2 separate regions of the Zea mays genome follow, and region 1 is linked to region 2. Evidence: chromatin contacts called from public Hi-C data. All regions are on one chromosome and are shown on one strand. The core of a region is the stretch at or near the end of the contact, and the rest is flanking DNA. Distances in the headings are between cores, read along the strand shown.

Evidence for each region. A called contact is a pair of places that touch in the nucleus more often than the background predicts.
Region 1: a Hi-C map of leaf shows a contact between it and region 2, with 5 times the contacts expected there. The contact joins the enhancer-like site here to the promoter of LOC100274822 in region 2. A contact is called at or near these places in 11 of 25 Hi-C or Micro-C datasets (bundle sheath, ear, endosperm and 4 more) and 1 of 3 datasets of contacts at active chromatin or transcription factors (seedling).

Annotation. Positions count from the first base shown.
Region 1 is chr9:150,206,601-150,209,300 of Zm-B73-REFERENCE-NAM-5.0, reverse strand. No RefSeq gene overlaps it. Among protein-coding and RNA genes, the nearest start is that of LOC111590170, 27 kb to the left of the region's middle. Within about 2 kb of position 1,375, at least 18 of the 20 cell types and tissues checked have an H3K27ac peak or open chromatin away from gene starts, as enhancers often do. A contact at or near this core is called in bundle sheath, ear, endosperm and 5 more, where this site is marked.
Region 2 is chr9:150,165,291-150,168,103 of Zm-B73-REFERENCE-NAM-5.0, reverse strand. LOC100274822 reads right to left here and starts at 1,426. Exons shown (of 2, transcript NM_001149091.2): 1 at 926-1,426. The coding sequence starts at 927.

The sequences.
Region 1 (2,700 bases), core at 126-2,625, 41 kb before region 2:
GTCTCCACAGGGGAAAACGTCAGGCCCTGCTCCCCCTCTGAAAAACATTCTCCACTCTGCGGGCGCCGGGCGCTGCTGCTCGTGCTCGGTATCCTCCCTGCCTGCGCGCTGCGCATTTCTCGGGCGCCGGAGCCAATCGAAACCCCTAGATAGAGTAGTACTATATATGCTATGCAAGCAAACGCAACGCAGTGCGGTTGCATTGCAACCAGGCGGGCCTGCGCGGCTACGCCCCCCCTCTCCGGCTGGCTGCCGCCTGCCGGATGCGGAGACGAGACGAAGGCCAGCTTTTGGCCAGGGACGGAAATGCGAGAGGAAAAGGAAAAGAGGGCGAGGCTTGCCATTGCCACGCTCGTGATGATTATACCAGCTAGGAGCAGTCGCCTGGAGGCTGGAGCAGGTGCAGTGCAGTGACCGGAGTAAAAGAGAGAGAGAGAGAGAGAGAGACGACCTGCTGCTGGCCTGCTCTCGTTCTCGTAGGAGCAAAAACAGCCCCCTGAACCCCTGATGCAGCTGCATGGTTGCTGCCGTCCCTGTTGCTGCTGTCTTTTCCGCGGAGAAATTACGCTGCTCCACAGTGCCGCCATTGTCACGCGACGGTCACCGCACACGTCAGCCGCCCTTCACACCCATCACCTGGCTGAATGAACCCGACCCATCGTTCCACATCCCCATGTCTTTCTTCTTTTCCCCCTTGTTTATTTTTTCACTCGTCGACCTCCTCGATGCATGCATGATAAAGAGGACATATGCCTTCAGCCAGCGTCACCAGCAACTTGCATGCTACTGCTCTCTTGTTGACTAAAAGTTTTTTTTTTTGCAGCACTCGATCGCTGTCAAAAATAGGCACATTTCATAACAAGTTAGCTAAAATTAGCTTCGCAAAATTCAGATTTACTAAATAGGATAGATTTATTCACTATTTACTACCACCCTTAGCACAACGGTTCATTTTGTTTTTTCTTCTTCCACGGTCGCTTTTCTTCTTCCTTCGTTTAATATTTCTGTTCCCGTTCGTTTTTGTATACACATTTATTCCGCTACCGTTTCTATTCTTGACTATTTCGGGCTTGATCCCGTTTTCGGTGAAAAAAAATGCGAAAACGAAAATAGTAGTGGAGTTTTTCTGTCCGTTTTTTATCTTAAGTGGTGTGGAGTGTGAGCAGTGGCATGGACAGGGTGGCAGCGTCAGCCGGTCAAGTATGCCAAGGCACTATTGGGCCTGGCCTACAGCGGCTGTCCTCTCGCCGGCCCGTTTGAACTTGTGGAGATGGGACCCACGAATCCGATAGTTGAGATCTGGGGACGGCAGGACGGGCCCGCGCTCCCCGTGCACACGTACATGGGCCTTACCCATGGGCCCTCCCGTGCCGAGCAGAGCTGCGTAATAATCCTCTCAGTCAATGATGGCTACGCGGCACGAATACGTGGCCCGCCAAGCCATCATCATGTCCCGCGCCGAATCATGCCTCCTTCTCTTCCACTTTCTCTCCTACTGCACTCAGCAGGTGCAGGTGCGAGTGCGACCGTTTCCCATCGGTTTTGCTTCTGTACTTGTGTTTCCACTTTCCAGCAATAGTCGCGTGCAGTGCAGATATATATGTGTGGCCTCTTTATATCACCCGAATCATAGTGCGTACATGGACTGTAGCAATCAATGGAGACGCGCACAGCTTTCAGCGAGCCCACGTGACCTTGGGTGCAAACTCATGCATGTCAGCAGGGCACCACAGTGTAGCGTGGCGCATAAACAACATCGGTCATGACAAGCACTTAAGCTAGTTTTCCAGCGAGCCCACGTCCCTGCCTGTCGGGTGGCCACTTTTTCTTACGATCATATCGATATAAAACTAATGCAGCTTTATTTGCTTATCCATATGCGCTTAGACTCATACATATGCATGCATGCATGATTGGTTGTACAAGAGCTACATACATGGTTTGTTTCACTACTACAAACAGGATTTTGTAGGGGGCAGTCGGGCAGCTGGTGAGCCAGCTAGCGCCACTACAAATTAAGCCGTCTTTAGGAAATAATAAGTTCAGTTTTTAAAAATCATAATTTTTTAGAGATTGTTGTTTAGCTGTCGTCTCTGAAAAAACAATTTTAATGGAACGACGGATAATGCCACTCGTCTCTACTAATCCATTTGTAGAAATCGCTAACTTAGACTTATAATGGGCCAGTATAAATGCCCAATGATTCACACTACTACATGGAGGCATTTTAGGGGCACCTTGGGGTGGTTTCTAGGGGCCGGCTCCTCTACAAATTAACAATTTCTAGGGGGACAACTAAGGAACAAGTTCGGCTATAAGGATGAAATCCTACCATGGATTTAATCCGGATCTATATTAGGTGAATCTATACCTCACATATAATTTTATGTTGGGATTAAATCCATCATTTAATCCATGTATCTCTGAAAGCTAGTTATTTTTTTGATCCATGTATTCTAATATAAACTTTTGCAATTTTTCATAGATTTATTTCATACGTAATGAGCTATAGATAGAATCCATGCTTTACATAGTTTAAAAATTATCAAACCCTTGGGGTATAATCTATGATAGGTTTAATCGAATAATTTTTTTTAAGTATGTTTGGTTTTTTTGGGTATGGATTGTGATATGGATTTAATTACAATCCATATTAATCTAGAGTTGGATTGGTGTAAACAAACAAGGCCAAAGTGTTTG
Region 2 (2,813 bases), core at 177-2,676:
ATATTGTTCGTTTCAGATTAAAGTCAGCTGTTCGGACTGCAATTGTAATAATAGAGACAAAATTGCAGGAACAATAGAAAACATTTCCGATTAAAGTAGGTAGCGTTTTATAATGCGTTCTTAAACAGAGCAAGGGCAAAAATATCTATTCATGTGACAAGAGAAATAAAATAAAACACAATTGATTTAAGTTGGCTAGTAATTCTATTATAATGGTATGACGCGGTATAAAGGACTTTTATCGAATTTCAGCTTGAAATGGAGTTTATAATAGAAAAAAAACTCCCACGGTGCCGGAGGTAGGTGAAAGTGACGCCTCGAGCCACTATACAAATTAATGACCACTTTAACTCTCTAAGACCTTTAAAATTAACAATACAACATTCAACAATCCAATGGATAGATAGCGAAAAGGGGGAAATATCTTTGCATGGGATGCAAGGTGAAAGTGACGCACCGGGTCACTATACAAATTAATGATCACTTTAACTCTCTAAGATCTTTAAAATTAACATTACAACATTCAACAATCCAATGGATAGATAGCGAAAAGGGGAAAAAATTCTTTGCATGGGATGCAAGGTGAAAGTGACGCCCCGAGCCACTATACAAATTAATGATCACTTAAACTCTCTAAGATCTTTAAAATTAACAATACAACATTCAACAATCCAATGGATAGATAGCGAAAAGGGGAAAATTTCTTTGTATGGGATGCAAAGAATCTCTTTGACAGCCTATCATATACAGTGGTCCATATAAATAGAAAAAAATAAATTATCGAAGAGTTAAGCTGTAAATTTTAATCTATTTTTTGTTCGGAAGTGGTGGATGTGATAGACTATAAAAAAAGTGTTTGCATGAGACAGAAATTTTTCCCGAAAAGGGGAGGAATTGGGCCATTGGGGAGAGGAGAATCACTCACATTATCACAATTCAGTAGGTGGCGGTGGCGGCCTTCGACCAGGGACGGGAGGCCGGCGCGGCACTGTGGCAAACTGGCGGTGGAAGCAGGAGGTGGATGCCGGCTCGGCACTGTGGTGGACAGGGAGTTGAGCCGACCGCCGGCGAGGGGCGGCACTGCACGGCGCAGGCAGGGCCGCAGGGAGGCCGCCGCCGCCGCCGGATCCCGGAGTGGAGGACCCACGGCGAGGAGGGCGCGCCCAGTCTGGCGCGGTGGCGCGCGGGTGGCCGTCGACCGGTGACCCGTTGGCTCGTCGCAAGCTCCCAGCGCAGCGGGCAGCGGCCGTCGAGCACTCGAGCACAGAGCACCAGCAGGCAGCACGAGCGAGCGCCGAGCACTGTGGCCGCAGCAGCACTACACCTGACTACCTGAGTCAGGGATAGAACGTCAAACGAAGGAATTGATTGGACTGGAAGTGAAACCATTGCCACTTTGCTACCGTTGCTGGTTTCATTTTTGCTTGATTGATGGCGTGGTCAGGACGTCCATGGATGCTGCATCAGTACGCTGTACGCCTATGGATGAGCGCCCGCGCATCACTGTGTTTGATTAAGCATTTCGTACGCCTCACGGCCTCAGTTCCCGATCGAGGGCAGATGGAGGCAGCATGCGGCGGGCGTGGGGATGGGCACCGGCGCACGGCGCGACCGGCCATTCCGGATCCGGCTGCATGGCCGCGCGCTGTCTCCCGAGGTCATGCCCCCCACACCAACAGGCAGGGCTTGAAACGCGCGTCTTGAGTTCTTGACGAGGGCCGTCCTTGCTTGCTTCGGCCGTGTAGTTGTCCAAGGAGTTTGCCGTCAGCACGTCACCGATCCTCGGAGAGACAATTGCGCACAGAAATTAAGCTCCCTTGTCGTAGAGAAAAAGCTCTAAAGCAGTATTAGGTAGAGACTTTAGGGTATGTTCGGTGGAGACATTAAAACAGCTTTCCAAACACAAGGGACAACTAAAAGACTCTATTATACAATAAAATGTTTATAAATATAGTCTATTAGTAAATGCAGAAGTAAATGTGGTTGTACGTCATCGGATCGATATAACAGACGACGAATTCGTACAGTGATAAATGAGTCGTCTGTTTGTACTTGGTTTACGAGCTGCGTCTCTTCACAGAGAGATGACTCTACGATTTTTTTGCAAATAACTTTTTAAACACCTTAAGAGCCTCTACATTAATTACCATTGTACATGTCCTTATGGCTAGACCAACCAAAACCACAAAGTAACGTAGTCTACACTAAAGACTAGTTTGGGAAAATGGAGTTACCGAACTGGCCCTAATAAAGTGGAGTTGAGAGAACATATGCTGGATTCTGGAGACATCAGTCATGGTTTCCCGGCACTAGGCACTGGGAGATGCTATGCCAAATCCAGAAAATAAAAAGAGTTTTTTCTGATGCACTGCACAAGCCTGACCCAATATTCAACCGGATTCCATACAAAGCAGTACAGAGGAAGCTAAACACATCACTAAGAAAAGGAACAGATGTGAAGAAGAAACCGGCAAAAACTAAGAGATCAGATTTTGAACTGCAAGATTTTTCGGAGGGATAACTCTAGACCAGTTCCTGTCTCACCAAAAGTGTTCTTCCCCTACCTCAAAATGTAAGACAAGCAACTTGCATCATCTAATACAAGTGTTATCGTCCCCTGCAAATTAAACTATGCGCGGACTAACCTTTGCCTTATGTCATGGATGAAAGGTGGTATTTGTCGTCTGCAACGCTAGTTCTACCACGCGATAAGAGCTAAAACATGGATTAAAGGAACTTTCAGAAGTTTTAGAGAAAAAAAAGGAGGCACCATGTTCTTGAGCTTCTTTCCGTGAGCTGGTGCGCTGATGCGA